Regions from separate parts of the Arabidopsis thaliana genome. Here region 1 is linked to region 2. A link is a contact called in public ChIA-PET data. All regions are on one chromosome and are shown on one strand. The core of a region is the stretch at or near the end of the contact, and the rest is flanking DNA. Distances in the headings are between cores, read along the strand shown. Region 1 holds the start of FBX2 (F-box protein 2). Region 2 holds the start of AT5G20950 (Glycosyl hydrolase family protein).

Region 1 (4,460 bases), core at 818-3,317, 36 kb after region 2:
TATTCTCATGCCTCATTCCTTTCAGAGCTCGGGTCCTTCGCTCTATCTCCAATGCTTGTGTGAAGTTCCATATCCGGACTGTGCCTTCTTCACCTCCACACACTATACGGTCATAACCCACGTCCACAGAGAACAAGTTTGACCCGAACCCGTGCAGCATTCGTTGTGGCGGTTCCACAGTACTCGAAGAAATCCTTTTGGAATAGGCACAACGGTTAGTTTTTAACAGTTTCCTAACGTCGATAAGTGCGAGTTTACCGTCACCGGATGCTGAGACAAGCCAAGGAAACTCAAAAGAAAGAGAGTAGACAGGACTAGTGTGAGGCATCCATTGAGATATAAGTACAACGCTTGTTTCACTACCGTATCTTCTGATCTCAAACATTTTAATCCCTCCATCTTCTCCACCAGTAAACAGGAAATCCCCAGTATGGCTTCTTGCCAAAGAGTAAGTGGTACCCTCATGAGCATCAGGGATGATCGCCAATGGAGTCTCACTGCTAACGTCCCAAATATATACATCAGAACCTGACGTGCTAGCGAGGGTGGTTTCATGAGGTGCAAGTCCCCAAACCCAATCACTATGCCTCAAGGTTTTGACACACTTCATTGAAGATCGATCCCATATACGAACAGACATATCCCATGAACCGCTAAAGATACTTGTCATGTCCAGGGCAAGAGATGTAATAGGACCCTCATGTCCCCATAGCCGAAACTCAGTCTTCTCTTTCTGAAAACCTGTGAGATCAAACAGGTTCCGGAGACCATCCAGTGATTTCCAGCAATGAATGAATCCATCAGTACCGCCAGCTACCAACAGCTTTGTATCAGCAGCAAGTGCCCTAATCGTACAACCGAGAGGTTTAGATGCCGCAATAGACAAGCCTTCTTCCATGTCCCACATCCGAACAATGGAATCATATCCAGAAGTGAAAACGAGCTTGGCAGAAGCTAAGAGAAAAACAGTCCGGACTGCTTCAGTGTGACCATACAGAGTATCAATACTATAACGTCCTAAAAAGGTCCTACTCCTAAATTCCCTTTCAACAAACAGATCTTTCCATGATCTCTCATCAGAAAGCCCTGAACTTGCAGCTCCGAAAACTACAGGGAGTCCCCATCTCTCACGATAGAACTCCTTCCAAGCGTGATGCTCAGATGCTAACCTATGCAGATAAGTTGAAACACAAGACACTAGACCCAACTCTTTTGGGTCAAGGCAATTAAGAATCTCAGATATCAATGCCTGAGGTAAATCAATAATGGTAGTAGACAAATCCTTGTCAGAGAGTAACTGTTTCGAGCCACTGGGCACTAAAGTTCCCTTCTTTTTCTGACAACACAACTTCACATTTGGAATCTCAACAGACCCATCATTACCTATTCTCAAATCGGTATTCAAAAGACCAGACTCACTTCTTTGATCGTTCGCAGCTTCAAGTCTCTCTTGGCACTCAAATTCCATGAAAAGCCAGTCAGCGTCCGATGTAGCCCGTAACACTTAAACAAGGAGCTTTTCACGAACGACTCTGACCGGATCTCGAAAATCTACAGCACCAGAGACGAATCCAGCTAAGCTTGAAGATAAACGAGAAAAACGATTCATCAATAGAACCAAACCAGATTAAACAAAATACAAATTTTTACCCCCAAAAATCGATAACAATCAGACCAACACATCATAAACAAAGAAAAACGAAGAGATTCGTAAATGTTAGCTAAAACGAAACAGAGGAACAACGATAAATCCCTAGAAACAGAGATGAAAGCTAAAACAAGCAAGCGGAATCGAGAAAAGTTAGTACCTTTAGTAATCAAAAACAATCTATTCGTAACAGAGAGAGGATTTTCGCCAAAATTACGTTGCCCTAATTTCTCTAATCGGATTGATGAGATTTTGAAGATGGAGAACCAAAAGGTCCAAAACCAACCAAGCATCAAACAATGTAAAAAAAAAAACATTATTGCCAATTTGTTTTTTTTTTATGGTCCCCGGACGGTGCTATACTAACCGTCCGATCGAAAAACAAATCAAGCGTCCAGATCGTACGATATGAGCAGCTACAACACATGTATATCTTTGTTTTATTATATAAGATTGATCCTATTTTTGCTGCGTTATATTCTCAAAGTTTTCAAAATTCCACAATAAGTGATTTTTAGTTGTAAATACGCTTTTTCTAGTAAGAGTAAGATTTTGCATGGAGATCATATATCACATGTTCTTCCATGCAACCATGACCTTGAAGCAATAGCTTATTCTTGTCCAATAATGCTATTGGCGCCAGAGGGAAGTGGACAAAGAAAGAGTTTTTGTGAGATCTATCGAACATAATTTGTTCCATGGCTTGTTGCCGCCTGAAGAATCTAACGACCATATCACTTGGGTTAGCCCCTTTGTCTCCGATACACACAAGCGACTATTGAGGATGCACATGATGTCTTTGAAACGGTCACGTTCATGAGATAACTTGAAAAGTTTCGGTGTGAAATGACCCATCTAAATACACGGGATAAAGATCAAATTTAATTTGGGCTTCTAGCCCATAACTATCAAGCCCATAATTTGGTTTACTTTTATTTGATTCTATTTTTGCTGCGTAATTTTCTCAAAGTTTTCAAAATTTCCATATTTTTCACCTCTACTCTCTCAGAAGCGATCATCATCTTCCCCAAAATGTCTGATTCTTCCTCAAGCCATGACTCACCACCTTCTCCGGCGATCACCGGAGATTCAGAAACCACAGTGACCAACAACGAATCAGAATCCAACACAAAATGTCAAACAGCAATCCAATCCTTATCCACGATCGTCACAAACACAAACATCCCTTCCACAATAACCATCCTCCTCGACGATGAAGCCGTCTCCACCGCGATCTCCTCTCTCCTCCTACGTCCCGATTCAGGCGCCGGAGATAACAACCTCTGCCGTTGGCTCTACGACACATTCCAATCCGCGGAACCATCGCTTCAGCTTCTCGTCCTCCGATTCGTTCCTTTAATCGCTGGTCTCTACCTCTCTCGTGTCCCTCTCCGTCAACCACAAGCCGGATTCGAAGCCGTTTTACTCGCTCTCTACGCGCACGAAACAACCTCACGTGCCGGTCAAGCAATAACCGTCAACATTCCAGATCTCTCATATCCAAGCATTTACCATGAATCCAAAGGTCTCACAAGGAACAACAACTCAACGTGCCTCAACATCGCTGTGATCTCCTCCACGTTAGATCCACACGGGACGGTTAGATCCACGCGCCGCGCGAGGATCGTCGGAGTCGCGTTGGAGCTTTACTATAGCAAAATCTCGAAAATGCCACGCGAATCTAAGCTTAATTTCTGTGAATCGTGTGAGAAATGGGCGGGGCAAAACGGAGAAACGGAGCAATCTTCACGGGCTGTGATTCCGACTTTGAGCGATGATTCGTGGAGAGAGGAAGAGAATGTTGCTATTGGAGGAAGATCTGAGAGAGATAGTGGAAGGATTCCATTGCCATGGGAGCTTCTCCAACCGATTTTGAGGATCTTAGGGCATTGTCTCCTTGGGCTCAAAATGGAAGATAGGGAGTTATCTGAGGCGGCGAATAAAGCTTGTCAGAGTTTGTATCTCCGATCTCTGCATGATATAAATCCGAAGGCGATTTTGGCTACCGGAAGTCTTCTTCGGCTCCGTGAGATGGCTCTTGATCCCAAGAATCAAATCGATCACACTGAGCTATCAAACGACACCGTTCTCTCCGTTTGACCCCGTTTTGTTATTTATTTAGTCAACGCTTTCTTTTAAACAACCAGCAAAAAAAAAAAAAATCTCTTTTTGGTAATGTTAAGGAGAGGCCACGTTCTTGTTGGCTAATTTTCTGCCTTGACAAGATCAGAGAAGAGATCAATTATGAATTGTGTTATTATTATTTTGATAAAAACTAAATACCACAGCCTCCTCTCAGTGAAAAAGATCCTGCAAGTCGATGATGTCTGCAAGAACACCGGCTGCAGTTGTGTCGTTCCCGGCTCCGGCACCTTGAATCACCAAAGGCTGCTCCTTGTAGCAACGGCTATATATCTCTACCTGCAGTTTTCCAATCATATCACTATATCAGTTATTCTTACTCACAAGACAATCTAGAGGCAAATATTGTGCTTGCGTTCATGAGATAAAGTGAGCAAATGAATCACAATCAATATATGACAATCTCATATGAGCTAAGTCTGCGGAGAAGGGCACTGATAAGCCGTTGAAAACCGAAGTATTAGCAGTTTCAGAAAGGTTTAACAAACAGAATATTATAACAAACTTACTATATTGTCACTGCCTCTTAGCCGTCCCAATGGTGAATCTTTTGAAACTTCTCGAATGCCAACTTGAACGCTGCAGAGAGAACGTGAAATTCAAAATCAGAAGATTCCGACATTGTACACTAGCATTTGCATGTACCAATATAATTAGGAAACAATTGTTC
Region 2 (4,484 bases), core at 370-2,869:
GAAGGTCGCCTTGCAAACCGGGTATAATCTCAGTCATCTGTTGGACAATTCTATAATCCTCGCTGTAGCTCTCGTAGCATCTTCCCCATCTTGGATCCCTACAAACCTGTCAAAGCATATCCACATTGCAGAAATATTAAGCATACACGTTTCTTAATCAGTTTTCTGCAACAACTTCAAACTAGATAGCTTCATTATACTTACTGCAATACACGGGGCAAAGGCATATGGGATTCCAGTCGCTCTGACTTCAAGCGCGGTTGCTGCCCCAATCCTCTTAACAAGGTTAGGATCCCTAAGAGATTAGTCAAAAACACAAACATAAAGTTGTTCAGTATCATAGCTATATAAAACAGACCAATTCCAACAAGAACAAAGTCGTTTCAAGTTTGTGATAACCAGAGTTAAGGCTTTCTATGACAACTACTTGCCTGGTGACTCCAAGGCCTACATTGTGCGGGAAAATGGTGGCGCCATACACATTGTTGTGACCGTGAACAGCATCAATCCCGTAGATCATAGGGATCCCAAGGCGGGTCGAAAGAGACGCCTTTTGAATCTCATTGACCATGTTCACCCAAGTTTCAGGAGTAGCTTTTTCCGAGGGCACACTTCCTCCACCACTCAAAACACTCCCTACACACCAAAACCCAACAAAGTCCACTCATTTAAACAATATATCGAACACTTAACAGACAATAATTCCTCCAAGCTCATTTTCTTCTTACCAATGAAGTATTTCTTCATGACTTCAGGTGTAGCGACGCTGCGTTCGATCTGAACCATCTGACCAATCTTCTCTTGTAGAGTCATACGGTTCATCAAATCTCTGATTCTTGCACCCAAAGGCTGCTTTGGGTCCTTGTACTTCAAAGTACCCTCAGCAGCAGCCACGATACAGCAAAGCAGCATGAGACATAGCACCTTACTCAAAGTCCCCATTTTTGCTTCTTCCACAGTTTCACTACAAGTGCAGATAATCAGATCTAAGCTATTGTTAGTCAGAGGAACTGTTCCATTGTAAATCAAATCATATAGTGGAAGAAACAACTCGAGAAAAGAAGAATCTAAAACTGAAACACTTCCAAATCTGAAAACTTTCAGTACAAGAAGCTACATTTACATGAAAGAGCTGAAAAAATCAAATCTTTTTTTTTTGGTAGAGACTGACTGGTTTTGAAAAGTCAGATCTTTATTAGCAAACTGGTGAAGAAAGGAAAGACAGACGCAGATTAGTTGTTCAAATGGGAAAACAAGAAACATACACTAAAGCAACAGACGAAGAGATTTTTGAAAACAATATAGGAATAAAAGTTACAAGGATTTGGAGAAGACGAAGAAGCAAAGGATGAAGAAGCTTACAGTCTTGGAAATGGTATCTTCTTGAAACTGTAGAATGATGATCTCTTCCCTCTAGTAGACGATAGAGTGGTGATGACAAAGACAGAGAGAGATCTTGAGAAGTGTGCTGCTGCTGCTGCTTCTTCGTGCTACTCTCTCTTCTTTTTAATAACACTGAAAAGTTGCTCTTCTTTTTCACTCTTTTTCTCATTATTTTTTTCAAGATTTCTTTTGGTCAAAATTTTCCAACGATTTTTTAAAAAAATTTGGAACAAAAAATTATATATTTTGCTATGATAATAGGTTTGACAAAAAAAAAATTAAAAAAGTTTTTGTCTTTTTCATTTTAACAGAAAAATAAACTAACTTGTAATATGGGAAAAATATTAGCTAAACCCTTTTTAAAAATTTTTTAAAAAATTGCTACTACCAAATATTATGGCTTTCAAAAAAAAAAATTCGTTACTTATCATATTCTGTCGGTTGTTATTGTTGGCTCCAACAAAATGAAAATCCCTTTAGCAAAATCAGTATTGTCTACATTAATTTTGTTTAAAATAAGAGAAAGCGTGAAATAACATATCTAGATAGATAGAATTATCCACTATCACAAGTCACACGAGTCGTAAATATCGGCACGAATAGTGTGGGCGTACGTACACTCAAGTCAAAGGTACATATCACTCAATTACGTCTTGACTACCACATGATGCCGATTATGTCATGACTTAATATCAACGTTTTTTTCAAAAACAAATTGACACAAGGATAATAGTAATATCTCTTGTCTACAAGTTTTAAGCAATGAAAGCAAAAAGCTTTACGAAATTGTAGTTAAGTTAATTAAACTATTCAAGATCTTAGATCACAAGACGACTAATTATTGAAACTTGAGAAGCAAACCTCTAAACAAATATTTTGGTTATCCGAAATAGTTTTACAATATCTTGCTCTATTTTAAGAGCGTTTATGTAATCATTCTTCACTGCAAAACTGTACGAATAATTATACTATTAAGAATCAAACTATACTATATATATTTGGAAAAGTCGTTTCAGTCGTCTAAGTTCTATCACATAACAAAACTTTTGTTACTAGAATTTCAAATCGACCAAGTTGTATATATACTAATATCATCACAAATACATACATAATAATATAAATGAACAATTTGTGGCCCGTTCGAGTGGATCATATCGGAGACCGTGATGCTTGCAAGGTCCCAGGAGGTTACGCACGTTACACTCCAAACGGTCTCATATTGCTTTTCAGATCTCTGTAACGGATACAATTTCTCGCTTTTTTTTTTCCTCTCTCTCTCTCTTTCTTTACTCTTAAACATAGAGAATAACATAGAGATGCTTTATTTGACTAGTACATCTCATTTCTTATAAACTTTGAATTTTATGGGTTTTGAATGTGATTTGTTTTCTTATAGATTATTGATCTTTCTTAGGATGATTTTTGGAAGTTTGTAGTAAGTAGTTTTCATTTTGTAGCCAGTGCATGTGCATGGTTTTATTAATCAATTAGTCTTGCAGATATTTTTTTCCTTTGTTTTATTTATTTATTTATTGATTATTTAATTTGCCTTGTTGATCATTGGGTTTCAAGAGAGTTTTGTTTTCCAATGAAAGATTAGTGGTGTTTTCAGTATAGAGAAGTTAGAGCTGAATTAGAAGACAAAACTCTCTATAGTTTATTCATAAATTGATCTCTGCATTAGAAGTAAATACCAAAGTCTCTCTCTCATATATCAGATGTAGTTGTTTGGATTGCATACCCTAGAGAATGAGAATTCGAACCAAAAACTACCCCTACAAATCATAAACCGAAAGAAAAGAATATTGATTTTGACTAGATGTCAACTTTCTTGAGAGAGATTTTTAAGAGCAAAAAAATGTTTTTGAATTGTGTCATACAATTCCTAATGGGCCTAACCTAAACTCTGATGGGCTGTTGGTGTTAAGGTTAATGTGTACCTGAGATACTTTAAACTGTAGACTTGTTGAGTGCAAACAGTTGTTATACATTTTGTCTATGATAACACCTAATGGGCCTGACCTAAACTCTGATGGGCTGATAAGGTTAATGTCGCAGCTGATTATATTTGAACTTTTTTCATTTAAATATTTGTACTTGCTAGTAAATACCTTTGCTTCAGCATGCAAACAAGCTACAAGAGCCAAATGCTACCAATTGTGATCTTAAAACGTAATCGGTAACACAAATGAATAATTTGACAACATCGGCGGAAAAAGATAAACTATGGTCTCAATACGACTGATGATTGTTACAAAAATGACTAATTTATTTTGTTCGGATATATCCAGATTTTTAATAACTGCAAAAACAAGATTGGCCGGTATGAATCTTAAACTACACTATCGCTGACCACATTGTCAATCGATCAAAGCTGTCATATAAATGCATAGACAAAACATTGATGATTAATCCCTTTTTGTCAACGAATCTTGTAGGTATTTATTTATTTTGTCACCAAAACATCAAATCACACTAGATACAAGTTGGTCCAGATCGTATAAGTTTGTTTCACAGTGGTCAATGATAACAACTAATAATTCATATTTTTGTTTGGTAATCGTTGGCGATCAGCCGATTACGACTATCGAGACTGATTGTTATTTCAATATATTAGATCCTAAAATTTATAACGATCAAAATACATAGTCACTAATTTTTTTTTTGTTAACAAACAAAATTTTTAGTCATTCTCGTGACTCCCTAACGACTACGAAACGAATAGAAAAAAGTGTTGTTGGTTGATGTTGTTGTGGAATAATATTTTGTAAAGAAACGTTACAAGTATTTAAATCTAGCTCAGTCTTTTTACTACTTTTCCCACATTCACTTCAACAATTGCTTATTTTATTTGCTTTCGTTGGAGGACATTTATCATTTTGGACCATACACCTAGTTGAGTGCTGACCATGTCTACTTCGACTGCTACGATTAGTCGGTCCGGAATAACATCAAACTAAATTGTAATATGTTCATTTTTTTTTTAAACTGTAAGATGCTTTCGGAGACTTCGAATCTTGCATGCTGATTTGAGATAGCCTTGAGGGGACTGGTTTCACCTATGGAGAAGAGAACCTGCAAAATAAGTTGACGAGATGTAG

The links. ChIA-PET counts read pairs in DNA pulled down with a chosen protein or histone mark.
Region 1: an H3K4me3 ChIA-PET map of shoot shows a contact between it and region 2, with 10 read pairs. The contact joins the promoter of FBX2 here to the promoter of AT5G20950 in region 2. A contact is called at or near these places in 4 of 26 Hi-C or Micro-C datasets (callus, root, rosette leaf and 1 more) and 1 of 2 datasets of contacts at active chromatin or transcription factors (shoot).

Annotation. Positions count from the first base shown.
Region 1 is chr5:7,145,210-7,149,669 of TAIR10.1, forward strand. It overlaps FBX2 (F-box protein 2), which reads right to left and starts at 2,068. Exons shown (of 2, transcript NM_001203423.1): 1 at 1,809-2,068; 2 at 1-1,580. The coding sequence starts at 1,468. AT5G21050 (hyccin) reads left to right here and starts at 2,681. Exons shown (of 1, transcript NM_122113.1): 1 at 2,681-3,748. The coding sequence starts at 2,681. The coding sequence ends at 3,748. It overlaps AT5G21060 (Glyceraldehyde-3-phosphate dehydrogenase-like family protein), which reads right to left. Exons shown (of 12, transcript NM_122114.3): 11 at 4,300-4,369; 12 at 3,769-4,069. The coding sequence ends at 3,944.
Region 2 is chr5:7,109,834-7,114,317 of TAIR10.1, forward strand. AT5G20950 (Glycosyl hydrolase family protein) reads right to left here and starts at 1,620. Exons shown (of 10, transcript NM_180717.3): 1 at 1,363-1,620; 2 at 729-964; 3 at 432-636; 4 at 205-295; 5 at 1-106. The coding sequence starts at 942.